Regions from separate parts of the Rattus norvegicus genome. Here region 2 is linked to region 1. Evidence: chromatin contacts called from public Hi-C data. All regions are on one chromosome and are shown on one strand. Each heading gives the region's core, a stretch centred on a gene start, on an enhancer-like site or on the middle of the called end of the contact. The rest is flanking DNA. Distances are from core to core; before and after follow the strand shown.

Region 1 (6,703 bases), core at 2,013-4,512:
TGGTCTCTTCCACTTTAACTTCACCAGAGTCTTGGGTAAGTAGCATTGTTCCGCTCAATATGATCTAAGTAGCCATTCAAGACTTGCGTGATACCTTGGTGGTGTAGGGACCCTAGAACATCCATGAACATGTGATAAGAGATTTGGTGAGAGCATGATTATCACAAAAGGAGAGAGAGAGAGAGAGAGAGAGAGAGAGAGAGAGAGAGAGAGAGAGAGAGAGAACAACAGGGGGGGGCTCAAGGGAACTTCAAACACACAAAGTCATAAAGAAGGGCTGACTTTGAAGTACAGTGCTATAGTCCCATTAACTCATGCAAAATAAAAGGTAAGGGCTGAGGAGGTGAAGAATTGTTTGGATCTTAAAGATTTCTAGCTAAAGGTCCATCTGCTATGGGCTTAGTTCTCAAGCTGTGGTGCTGTGCAGAAACAAAACAACTTTCAGGTGGTGGCGCTTATTGGAAGGAACAGGTCACCAGAGGATGCTTTGAAGAGCATATTGGTAACCTGCCCCTTTCTTCTGCCTCTTTTCTTCCCAATCGGAGGTCAATGGACTCCTGTCACATGACCTTCCCATATGCCTTGTACCACCATGAGTTCAAAGCAGCAGGGGCAGTAAGCATGCACAGAAGACTCCGAAACAGTGAGCCAAAATACATTTCCCTCCTTCTTTCATGTATTTATTAAAGAAGGAATTTAGTATTTAGTAGAAGGGGGCTGACTGGCATGGGATGCTGTTGAGTGTGTGGATGACAGTCTGGGTTAGGATCATGGAAGCCTGTGCCAATCTCTGCTCAGCTAAAAACACTGGAGTGCTTAGAAGTTCTGCAGCCTCCCGTCGGATGCACATTCTCTGGCTGAAATCTGTGTCTCTGGCCACCATGTTTGGACTGTGCAGACTTCGTTTTTCACTGACCTCCACTAATGTTAGCTGTTTGCGTTATCCGCCAGGCTCCCAGCTGTGTATTAAACTGCAAACCCTTTGTTATGCATCCTGAAAAATGGTCTTCACTATTGTAAGTTGTGGTGAGAGAGGCTTTAATATCTTTTTGATACGATAACACCTGAGAAAAATGCCATTGTTGTATATCAGTGCTGGACTAGTAACAAATGTATGAAACTGAGTCTCCTTTGTTTTGTAAATTAATTGACTGACATAAAAGACTACCCTATTGGATTCTAAATCATATAGGTAGCCGGGTCTCTAAAAGGCTAGCTACAAGATAGCTTCTGATAACAGTGCCCAAAGAAATATAATTGGAAAACTCTGGAAGGCCTGAATGATGCCAGATGAATAGGATACAATGAGATGTAAAACGGGGAGGGGAGGAGGGAGGAGGGAAAGAGGGGAGGAAGGACAATGTCACTCATGGTCAGATGAGTAACAAGTTACTCCAAGGCGTAGTGACTTAAAATGGCAGGTCCTGATCACTGCAGAAATGTCTCAGTGGTTAAGAATGTGCACCTCTCTTGCAGAAGATCTGAGTTCAGCTCTCAGCTCCCAAATATGGTGGCTCGTATTCTGTAATACCAGCACCAGAGGATCTGTCTTTCTTCTGGCCTCAGAGGGCATCTGTACCTCACGTACACAAACCTACCCTCTCTCACACACCTGTAATTAAAAATAAAATCAATAACAAATATGTTGAGGGCAAAAAGGAAACTAGAACACTACATAGGAGTGACCTTGAAGCAAGTAGCCTGATTCCTTAAACGCTGTTTCTTAAGAACCTGACTTTCTTCACCCTGGTTCTGTTTTCCTCAAACAACCCAAATATGTGTACAATTATTCATAGCTTCAGAGGTTCTGGAATTTGGGAGCAGCTTAGCTAGATGATTTTAGTTGATGTCCCTTGTGCAGTCACACTTGAGATGTCAATATATACTGTAGTTATCAGGAGAAGCTTAGGCTAGGGAGTGTTTTCTTGGCCACACATGCACATATGTGGCTAGCACACTGTCATGTATAACATTTTCTTTTGGCCAAATATATGTACCAACTTTGATACCAAGATGATCCCACAGAGGCACAAATAATCAAACAGTCATGAGCTGAAGCCATTTTGATTTCTGGATGCGACAGAGAGGAGGGGCGAGTGGCAAAGGAAGAAGAGGATGCAAAAGGTGAGAAAAGAAAATTGCTCATCTGAGAATTTGGTTTTAAAAAGTGACACTGGATTGAACTTTAGGGACAAAATTAAATCAGGATGGCTGATTGTAGTGGGGAGCTAGTAACGGCCACGCCATTGAATGAGCCAGCTCATTTCTCAGCAGCTGTGGACAGTGTGTGCAGGATTCAGGTCAATGGTCTGACTTGCGATACTTCAGCTTGGACACATGGCCTTCCTGTAAAATGTGTCTGTCAGGAAAAGATACCAGGCCATATAAGTCAAACTCTTGCTAGAGGCATATTGAGTTATTTGCCAAGAGGAGAGAGACAAAAGCCTGCCCTCAAGAGAAGTCCTTTCTACGGCATGGCTCTGCTCACTGATCTTTCTCGCTCAGTCAAGATCTTTGTATCTGTGCATGACTGACACATCAAGGGCCTTCCATCTCCTCACCAAACTCGCACACACTCTCACCTCACAGAAGTACCATGACGATTTAAGGCCCCTTTGTCTCTTGGTTCAGTGCGGAGTACACATCCTAGGAGAGACTTTGTCCCACTGTTTATTTGGTGGCCAGGTTCCTTTATCAAATGCTGCTCCTCTCAGAAACTGTATCCTACCAAGCCAAGACTAGAGTTATTTTCTCCTAAGAAGGCAGGTTCTTAGTGCAGACAATACTGAACTGGAGGTGGTCTAGCCCCACTGATGAACTACATCTCCCAATCCTGTCCTCCTTCATATCTAACTAGTGGGTCTTGTCATTATGGGACTTGGGAGCTTCCTCTGGCCCTAGAGTTCCTAGAGAATGGAAGGAAGGTGTCTGGCATCAATCCTAAACCTGTCCAGCAGGGCAGGGAGTCCGAGTGCACATGCCCTTCCTTGCTCTTTTGTCTCTATCTTAGCTGGCACCCCGGCAGGTCCTTTGATTCCACAGCTCACCGGGAGTGTGTGAGTGACTTTGTATGGCTTGCCTCTGTTTGTGCAGATGAGCATCCAGTTCCACACACAATAGAAGAATAGCAGCAACACAAATTACAAGTGTTCGGATGCATCATGCTTTGATTAAATAAGAAATGTGATCAGCTGAGCCCAAAAACCCAGAACTCGAATTCCGTCAAGAGCAAAGACGAATGAACAGAGCTGCAGTGACATCTGCTGGTCCCTCCCACAGAGTGGCTGGTTTCAGTGCCACCAGAAGTCGGCGGTGGAAAAAGATACCAACGATGAAGAGTCTGTGTGGAAAATGAATCTTTAAAGCATGCCTTTAGGTAAACACATATTAAGTTTAAGTGTTTTTATTGGCATGGTTGAAATGAGTAAACAAAGCATTACTAGGAGAGAGGACTGAGAATGGCTACGGGAGGTGATCCTAGCGGCAATGCAAGAGCCCAGGCAAGCCAGTGTCGTGTACGGTCACTGATGCTCACCCAGGACCTGACAGGCAAACAGGACCATGGAGGACGGGAGATGCATGTGAAAGAAAGAACGCCACTCAAAACTCTGAGTCTCAGGCTATTGACGTCCTCTTCGTATTTTCCAGAAACTGAGGTTCAGTGACTCACCCTCTGGCTCATGATGTCTTACTTGGTTTCTCTGAAAAGCCTGCCTTCCGCTGTGACGCTGCCATACATTAGAAAACATTAAGATGTAATCAGAAATTCCCTAGGGGCCAGGCTTTCTGTGGGATCAATAACCTTGGTCACCCTCTTGGCTTGCATTCGGGCAAATCTTCAATTATCAATGTTCATTGTCCTCTCTACCAACAACTGGAGTGATAACTTGCTCTCGGACTCGGCGTTCTGAATACAGGATGCCCAAAGCTGCCTCCCTGGAGGCTAAAGAGAAGCCCAGCCAGGCAGCTCCCCACAGCCCCGCCTCTCTCGGCCATCACCTTTTGTGGAAAGGGCAGGGGTTTTGTGACATAACCCCCCCACCAAGCCGTGTCACAAAAGCAGCCGTCATCAGGGCCCTGGATAATAAAGACTGTTCTGTTTTCAATAAAACACAAACCACAAGGATTACATATTTTCCCCCTAAGCGTAGCCCTAAACGTTTGCCTTTGGTGGATGGTGCTCACGAAAACAGATTCGAAGGCTGTCCTGACACTGCCACTTAGCACAAAAACTAGTGGACATTGTGTCTTTCAGAAATTATTGAAATTCTTTTTTAAAGTGATCTGTGTGTACCTTAGCTTCTGGGGTCTGATTGACAAAAGATGGCCATTGCGTGGTGAACAAAGGGGCTTTTTGTAGCTGCTTCGTGCTTGGTCTGTGGGACTGCTCATCGTCGGGAGGCCTGGCTGTCGTCGTCTCGCTGTGCTGAAAGCATCCTTACCCCACATCTGAATAAAGGACAAAGAGACTCCCGTCTAGGCAGCCTGCAGAGATGTGCACATCTAACAATAACCATGTATTGTGGGGAAGTATAAGTGTGAACAGACTGCACTTCTCGGAAGCTGAGCTGTGTTCCAGCTATCCAGGTTCCCTTTAATGACTCTGAGGGACAATGCTGCACCCACAATCTGCAGCACATTTGATAACACACCCTGGAGGCTGCACCTGTGGAACTCATTTAACAGACACAGTCAAGCTGGGGGTTGGCTCCTAACTTTCTCCTTCCTTCCTTCCTTCCTTCTTTCCTTCCTGCCTTCCTTTCCTCTCTTCCTGTCTCCCTCTCTCCTTCCTCCCTTTCTTCTTTTTTATTCCCCTCTCTCTCTCCCTCCCTTCTCTCTCACTCTCTCTCACCCTTCTTTCCTGTCTTTCTGTCCTGTCTTTCTATCTCTGTGTCTTTTTTCCTTCCTTGTATTTTAAACCACAGAGTTACACCCTGGCTACACACCTTACCTCATGGCTCAGGCCTGGTTATGTATGTATCTATGGGTCCTCAATGTTTAAGCAAGTTTTTTTTTACAAGTGGGGAGGGAGTGATAAACTAACTGACTTTCATGACGATTTCAATTCACTGAACCAATTCCGGTGAACTAGTTATGCCCTGGATAGTTCTCGGTGGTGAGCGACTTATAGATCCACAGCCAGGTTGACGCATTTCCCCCTCTTGGACCCATCCATCTGGTTCTAACAGCAACATATCCATTATTTCCATAAATAATGCTAAGGGGGTAGCATTGGGTAGAATCCAGACTCTCTTTTCCTGCATTTCTCCCTAATTACAAGAGGTTGAACACCTTCTCCTCTGTACAACTCTACCATGATACATCTATTTGCAAGAAGAGGAACAGATTTCTAGAAACTTCTCCACCTTCTTGTGAACACTGTCATTAGGTCCTTCAGTATCAGTAGGGTGTCTTGATGGTCCTGTTGTCTGAAGCCAGCCTATAGCTCAAATCCTTTGCAATGATTAAACAGCTACTATGAATGGAGCAATGTAGGTCAGCAGCTGAATGCTAGCATAGGATTTGTAAAGCCTTGGGTTCGATACTCAAAACACAAAATAAAATATAGAACTACTTCGTCATTTCCATCTACACAGACCAGCATCTGGTCACGAAAAGTCCTTTTTGAATATCCTTTTTGTGCTAAGTTCTGGCCCAGCCACATACACCTAACATTGTAATACTTAATATTTCTGAAGCCAATGGGGTAGAAACACACATCAAATTGACTAGAGAAAAGGGTGTTATCTGTGCTGTGGCAACACAGAAAGGGGACATTTTAAATGTGTGCCAAGTTCAGGTCAGCAAATTTTCCAAATGGAGTACACTTCAGAGCTAGCCTTTGCAGGGAATAGAATTCATCACATAAGGAAAGAAACCCATAACAGGTATGGGAAGGCAGGCACCATCAGTGAAAACAACCGGAGAAGACCTGGATAGGTAGGAGAGAAAGGTATCTCATGAGTCCAGCCGAGTCATGCCTTGGGGAGCAGTTCCATTTATGAGGTTCGGTAAGTTTGACAATCTGTTTTATTTAAGATTTGTGGAACAGCATTTGTATACAGAGGATTGTCCAACATCTTGACTTAGAAGAATTGAGAAGAAGCCATCTCTGCTTTCCATATCCAGGACCCATGAAGAGTCCACTGCACATCAGACTATCGGTCTCTCTGTGTCTCTAATTCAACCCACATGATAAGCCAATAAAGGCATCACCCTCCCAAGTTCACAAGTGAGAGAACAGGAACCCTAAGAGCTAATGAGGATTTCCTACGATCAAGTACATGACCCCCCTCCACACACACACACAGCTGCAAACAGAATACTTCAGGTTTCCTGTGACAATCACACCAGAGGGAGAGAGAAGGTATGAATATCTGGGGTGACCATAGATCCCATTACCACACAAGAACAATGACCCTAGAATATCTGGAAATTTCTAATGAGGACAGGAAACTCCTCAGAGATACACTTTGTCCCTCCTGTGCCCTCTTTCTTCTCCATCCCAAAGTCCTCCTTCTTTTTACACACCTTCTCCTCCCCTACAGAAGCCCCTGCCTCTGGCCCACATAAGCAAGGCTCCCAGCTTCTCTCTGGACCTGCCATTGCCCATGGACTTTGGCATGGTGGCATTTCTTCCCCAAATCCTCCCCTTTCAGGCACTTTCCCAGCAATACAGAGGGAAGTTGAAAGCTACATATTC
Region 2 (6,703 bases), core at 1,319-3,818, 1.1 Mb before region 1:
GATCGTGCCTTCCGCTTGTCATGTATTTTCCCCAGACTACGCTGAGTGTGGAAACTACCTACATGCTTTGCAGTTATTTCCTCTCTAAACGCTCAATGCTTAACAAACCCTAACTTTTCTTTCACCACTGAAAACTCCAGGGGGGAAAAATGGTTTTCATGGTTACCTGTGTATCACTAGGAAAAGTGACTTCAAGTTTCAAGTTTAATTTTTGTTTTGTCTTATTTTGGGTTATTTTTTCATTTGTTTGCACTGTAAGGTATATTATGCTGGATAGGGCTTTGGAGTTGGAGGTCGGTGACTTTGGATTGAAGTCCAAGTGCAGAAGGAGATGCTGGGCCGGTTTACTGAATTCTATACTACACAGAATTGCCAGTATTTTAACCGAACAGTTTAGGAATCTTCCCAGTGCTGGTGTCTGTGATTAGTTCCAAAGGCCTGGGGTCCCCTCAAATACCTCCCTCTATTTGGACAGGATTTGACATCCTCTTCCAAAATCGAACATTGGCACATCCATTGAGCCAGTAGTTGCCTTTTAAAAGATGCTGTGACAACAAAAATACCTGCATATAAACACCCGAATAGTTATTTGTGGTAGAATTCCAATGTGGAAATATTAGAATCAATGCAACAAATGCGTTGTTGGCTTGGGAGACGGCCAAAGGATGATCAGTGCTGCGTAAGAATGAGAGAAGGGAAGGCAGCTGTAGCTGCTAATGTCTCAGGTCAGGTGGAACGAGGCAGCAGAAAGGCACGAGACTTTGAAAAGTGAGGCAACTTCAACTACTTGTCAGAATGTATAAAGGGCCAGCAGGCACCCCAGCCTCATGGCTAGCGCTGTCTTCCGCCCCTGGCCACTTTTATTGCCATGATATCTTTTAAAAAGCAGCTGCTGGCTCAAGGAATGCGCTACTGTTTGATTTTGGAAGGAGATCTCAAATCCTGTTCAAATGGGCAGGAGTCGCCGGGCCTTTGGAACAAACCACGGACACCAGCACAGGGAGCATTCTGAGTGATCTGAAATGAGCGTTCTTGTGAGGTAAAGCTGTTTTGCTTCATGCCCTGTTTCTGTAGAGTGGATTCTTCCTGCCTCTTCGTGCTTGGGAGAGGTGTTGGCGATAGATATTTCTGTTCCGCCTGACGTTTTTAAGGGAGGGCATTCACAAACATGGGTAATTCAAACATGCAGGTAACGTAACAGCTGTATATCTCATTGGTGCTTTCTGGAACCAAAGTTTTGGCTCGTTAAAAAAAGAAGAAGAATTTCTAAGTGTCTAGCAAACACTCATTCATCTCCGAGGGGGAAAAAAAACTGAAAAGAAAATAGGTGTAGCTGCCAGGCCAAGAGTGTAGCCTACTGAGGGACACAGCAGGGGGACCTGCTGGTGACCAGGCCTGTCCACCCCATGCAGGTGCTGCCACCACTAATACGATTTACTACCTACCTACAAACACCGGGAGAGAGGGGAGTAGGGTAGACAGCCACTCTCTGTGCTCGATAAGGTGGAAGTGCTCATGGCCTGAATATTGAAATGAAACACACACCCCTGCTCCTTTGACTGACGCTTTTGTTTCTGGGTTTAAGTCTAAAAGCTCCAACTTCGTTGGCTAGAAACAAAAGTGACCCAGGGAAGCTTCTTCCTGGTGTTTAATTAAACTATAATATGCCGCAAAATAAATTAAGCATCAGTGAAATTACAACTACCATGGAGAGTGGACTGGGATGTTTTAAAATGATGGATTCATGAGAGTGCTCTATCCAGACAAATGGAAACTGTCCCGACCTCTCCTGTTCTAATGCTTCCTTGAAAGCTCTCCCATGCAGGTTGTCTCTGGTGAAGGAATGCTGTCGAAGATTGCAAGTTTAATTAAGAACCCCCCAGCTCCGAAAAAAAGAACCATGGAGGCCGGAGCCTGTAAACGGACAGAAGTGTGGGGGCCTACTTTACATTTGGTTCCTGGATAGCAGGGCTTGGTAAATGAATCCTTTGCCGTTCCTCCTTGTTCATCTCCCAAACAGCAAATATGTGGCCTCGTTTGTTAATCGAGCTATGAGGATTAAAACTTAGATCTGCTTTTCTTTTAAACAATGTTTTTACATTTATTTCTATGGGTCCCTGGGATCGAGCCCAGGTCATGAGCCATGGTGGCCCTGATACCCGCTGAGCTGTCTTCCTGCCCTTTGACCTGCTTTTTCTGACCACAAATTTAAAATAAACCTAGCCAGGGTGGATTTATGGATCTAAAATCGGAATACTTAAAGCTGATATCCACTAGGGGGCAGGCTATCTGCATGGGGAAGTCCCGATTGTAGTACGGGTGGTGGTATAGGCTGGGGCGGAAAGAATTTCTTTGAATTATTTTCCATTCCATAGTGGTTTCTAGGAAGACGTAACCCTGTTTTCTCTCTGTCGGTGTTTAGCAGTTCTTTCCTTTAAATATAGGAAATTATTTAAAGAATCGTGAAAACAGACTGGAGAGAAGGGGCATTGGGAAAGAGGTCTTTTCTGGTTAGGAGGCAGAGAGAAAATGGAGCTGTGTCTGCCAGTGAATATTAAATAGGCCGGCAGACCCAGAGGGGATCCAGCGCGGTGCTTAAGAGCACTGGCGCCGGAGTTTAAGTCCGGCTTACACCGGCTCCCCTTCTCTCTCGAGGGTCTTCATTTGTAATATGAGAATCTTGCCACCCACCTCACAGGCAGGCCAAGAATTAAATGATTCGCGTGCTCCCTGCCCACATCTCATTCCCCTGTCCTATAGCAGCTGCTGTTACCAAAATAATTACCCTCGATTTCTAATTCAAATAGGTGCGTTTCTAGGCAAGATTTTTTTTTCTTGCCCCCAAGAACAGAGATAGAAAAATAAACGAATCTTTATGTTCCTTTTTGTTTTTGAGAAACATTTCGGTTTCTGACAGAATATTAATACAAGGCAAAACTGAGCCAGAAATTTACAGTACACTTGGGGGTGGGGCAAAGGTGAAGAGGTGGCCTCTTCTCTCAGCTTTTCAGTTAAAGTAACAATGGAAAAACAAGGAGCAGGACCCTAAGAGCTCCTGATCCAGTAAGGGAGAAATGTTTGCAAAGGACTGCAGTCAACTTCCTAAAAGGGGTTTGTGTGTGTGTGTGTGTGTGTGCGTGTCTATACAGTGCTTTGAATGATTTAAGTCTAAGGACTCTGCACCTCAGTTCTGTCATCTGCCAAATGAGAATAACCCTGGCCTCACAGTGCTGGATGAAAGCTGAGTGAGGTGGTGTGAGGCAGCTACCAGAGCATGGTTTGGAGCCTTTCCTCATCCCTAGCCTTCCTTCAAGAGGAGGGAATCTGCCAAAGATGATGTTATTCCCCTTACTCTGGGGGTTGGTATAAATTTTTACTTATTATTGGCGCTCTCTCTCTCTCTCTTCTCTCTCTTTCTCTCTCCTCTCTCTCTTCCTCTCTTCTCTCTCTCTCCCTCCTCTCTCCCCTCTCTCTTCTCTCTCTTTCTCTCTCCTCTCTCTCTTCCTCTCTTCTCTCTCTTCTCTCTCTCTCCTCTCTCTCTTTCTTTCTCTCTTCTCTCTCTTCTCTCTCTTTCTCTCTTCTCTCCTCTCTCTCTCCTCTCTCTTTCTTTCTCTCTTCTCTTTCTCTCTTCTCTCTCCCTCCCTCCCTCCCTCCCTCCCTCCCTCTCTCTCTCTCTCTCTAGCATGTGTGACGTATGAGTGCAGGGACGCACACACAGCAGTGCTCCCGTGGAGGTCAGAGGACAGGTTGGGAGTCAGTTCTCTTCTGTGGTCTATGACTAGAGTTCAGGTTGTCAGAATTATGCGGCAGGACTCTGAGCTGTCTCTCTGGCCCACTGCGGAAGTTTAGAAAGAAAATTATTGGACAGGAAATGTTGTACTTGAACCTTAGGTCCGTGCCTCTAAGGGTGTGCAGGACTTTGGTGGGGTGAGCTGGAAGAAGGGCTATGATGTGCATGCCTGGGTTCTCACGTAAAAACGTGGTTTTCTTTGGAGCCTTGGGTTATTGCACTCCACTAGGATTCCAGTTTTATGGGGAGATGTAGACAAACTTGGAGTGGGACTAGAACTGTGTCAAGGAAAGCTGCACGTGTGCGCTGAGGAATTAAGTCTCTTGGACAGCAACTCTAGAGAGAGATTTGGGAGGGTGGGAGGCCATCTTCCTCCTTGAATTTGACAAGGATGGTGTTCTCTAGAGTCACAGAACTTATGGAATGCCCCTCTAAGAATTTATTGTGCTGACTTATGCAGTCTGCAGTCCAACTCACCCAACAGTGGGCAGCTGTGGATGGGAAGTCCAAGAATCTCGTGGTTGCTCCGTCCCACAAGGCTAGGTGTCTGAGCTGGTTTTCTGAGGAAGTGAGTTCCAACAGATGTGGACAGTAAGTGCACATCTTATTGTAAGTAAGATGGCCAGTAAGTGCAAGCAGGCAAAGAAGAGAGAATCTGCCTTCTTCCAGTGTGCCTGTGTAGGCTTCCATCAGAAGGTGTGGCCCAGATTAAAGGTGTGTACCACCACTCCTAGATCTGGGACTTGTTTAGTCCCAGGCTGACCTTGAACTCAGAGATCTCCTTGCCTCAGTCTCCTGGGATTAAAGATGTGTACTACCCTGCCTGGGCCTAAGCTTTTCATGGCCACTAGGCCTCAAGATCTCCATGCCAAGGTCCAGGTCAGAAACTTGTGTCTCCAGACTCAAGATCTGGATCACAGGTGAGCCTTCCAATTCTGGATTGTAGTTAATTCCAGTTAGAGTCAGGTTGACAACTGGGAATAGCCGTTTCAAATGGGAATACAATCACATTATTATTATTTTAGTTTTTTGAGACAGGATTTTAGAATTCAGTTTGGTTTCAAACTCATAATCCTCCCTCCTGAGCTTTCTATATGTGGGGAGTTACAGTTGTACAGCATCATGCCTACATCATATTTAAAGCACACACACACACACCACACATACACACACACATACAACATACACACACACACACACACACACACACACACACACATATATTTTTTTTTTCAATGAACTTTGTAAAACCATGTTGAAATCCAGTCACCCTTGTTTGCTGTGGATACGGCAGCCACAGCCTATGGAAACCACTGCCATTGTGATGGTATCATGAGGTGAGAGCTATGGCCTGCGTTTGTGATACGAGGACTCTGGCCTCCTGGACAGAGCAGATCTGCTGTTGTAGGAGTTCCGTCCCTTCTGCTGTCAGGGAAGGTTTGATTCAGCACAATCAGCGATCACCACATTACTGGTGGGTGCTGCACCCTAGTAGTGGAATTTGAGTCTCAAAAAACAAATGAACGTTTTGTTCATTATAAATTATACAGCTTCAATATCCTGTCAATTCACAGATATCAGAGCCAGAAAACATTTATGTTTTTTCCCCCTCGAAATCCAGCAGACCCCAGGAATTGAGTCTGTTACTGACAGCATAGCGCCTTCCTCCAGTGAAAGACCCCAGCTTAGCAGCAGTAACGCCATTTTGCAAGGCTGTACTTAAGATGACTGGTTCAGGGAAAGGTTAGAACACTGAGTACACAGCGGCTGCCAAGCAGGATGTGTTTGGTTGAAGGCCTGGCAACAGGACGACTTCGGTTGAGCACCTGACAATGAAAAAAAAGCCCCGAGAGAGGTCCCACACCCTGGTGGGGGGCCGAGTCAGTCGTTATGTTCCAAGAAGGTAGCTAAGAAACTTGCCCCCGGGCTAAACCCTTGGGGGGCCGAGTCAGCCGTTATGTTTCAAAAAGGTAGCTAGGAAACTTGCCCCCGGGCTAAACCCTTGCCATATTAAAATCCACCAATTATATCCCTGTAACCATACATCTGCTTCTGTATGCTTGCTTCTGCTCCCCAAAATCCTATAAAAGCCCATCCTTGGTTCCGTGGGGTGCGCCAGTCCCCCGAGTGACTAAAGCGCCCGCAGGTGCCTGTGCCTGTGTATCCCGACAATAAACCAAATCCTCTTGCTGATTGCATCCTGTGGTGTCTCGGTCTGGTCTTTGGAGTTGGAGGGTCTCCATCCCGAGGGAAAGTTCTCCCTGAGAGCTTTTCACCAGGAAGGAGGCCAGTTCCAGAGCGTCAGAGGTGTCTTGCGTGGTTTGGTGCTGGCTAGCTCCATCTGCTTCCCAGAGCGTCTTCCAACAGCAAACCGTCAGGGGCTCTGTCTCTCCCCAGGCCCACTGCTGCTTATCCTGACCGTGGTCCAATGGCTCTCAGACGACTCATTATCAATTACTATACATTTTCATGAGATCAGATAAGATCAAATTTGAAGGATAAGTCAAATGAAAGAGAACCTCCCCGACCCCCACACATAAGCTATAACACGAGAAACTCACCCGTGCCCATGAAAGACTTAAAAGAAATAGGAGTAGTTCCTTTAACACATGCAGTTTGGGCATGGATTTCTTTTTTTTTTTTTTTTTTTTTTTTTTGGTTCTTTTTTTTTTCGGAGCTGGGGACCGAACCCAGGGCCTTGTGCTTCCTAGGCAAGTGCTCTACCACTGAGCTAAATCCCCAACCCCGGGCATGGATTTCAAAATCCTGTTTGTGCTTATTTTACACTGTGTTTCATTTATTCTGGATGCCAAAGAGAATGAAATTCTTAGGAAAAAAAAAAAAAGAAAATCTCACCACCTCGGGTAGCAGTGTGCTGATTCATACTGGTTTATTCTCTGTAGTTTGGGGCCT

The links. Hi-C and Micro-C count contacts between places; a contact is called where the count stands out from the background.
Region 2: a contact with region 1 is called in a Hi-C map of frontal cortex, with 4 times the contacts expected there. The contact joins two enhancer-like sites. A contact is called at or near these places in 5 of 12 Hi-C or Micro-C datasets (the A7r5 cell line, Schwann cells, frontal cortex and 2 more).

What each region holds. Positions count from the first base shown.
Region 1 is chr18:4,832,635-4,839,337 of GRCr8, reverse strand. No RefSeq gene overlaps it. Among named protein-coding and RNA genes, the nearest start is that of Hrh4, 400 kb to the right of the region's middle. Within about 2 kb of position 3,262, at least 2 of the 93 cell types and tissues checked have an H3K27ac peak or open chromatin away from gene starts, as enhancers often do.
Region 2 is chr18:5,927,251-5,933,953 of GRCr8, reverse strand. No RefSeq gene overlaps it. Among named protein-coding and RNA genes, the nearest start is that of Ss18, 180 kb to the left of the region's middle. Within about 2 kb of position 2,568, at least 2 of the 93 cell types and tissues checked have an H3K27ac peak or open chromatin away from gene starts, as enhancers often do.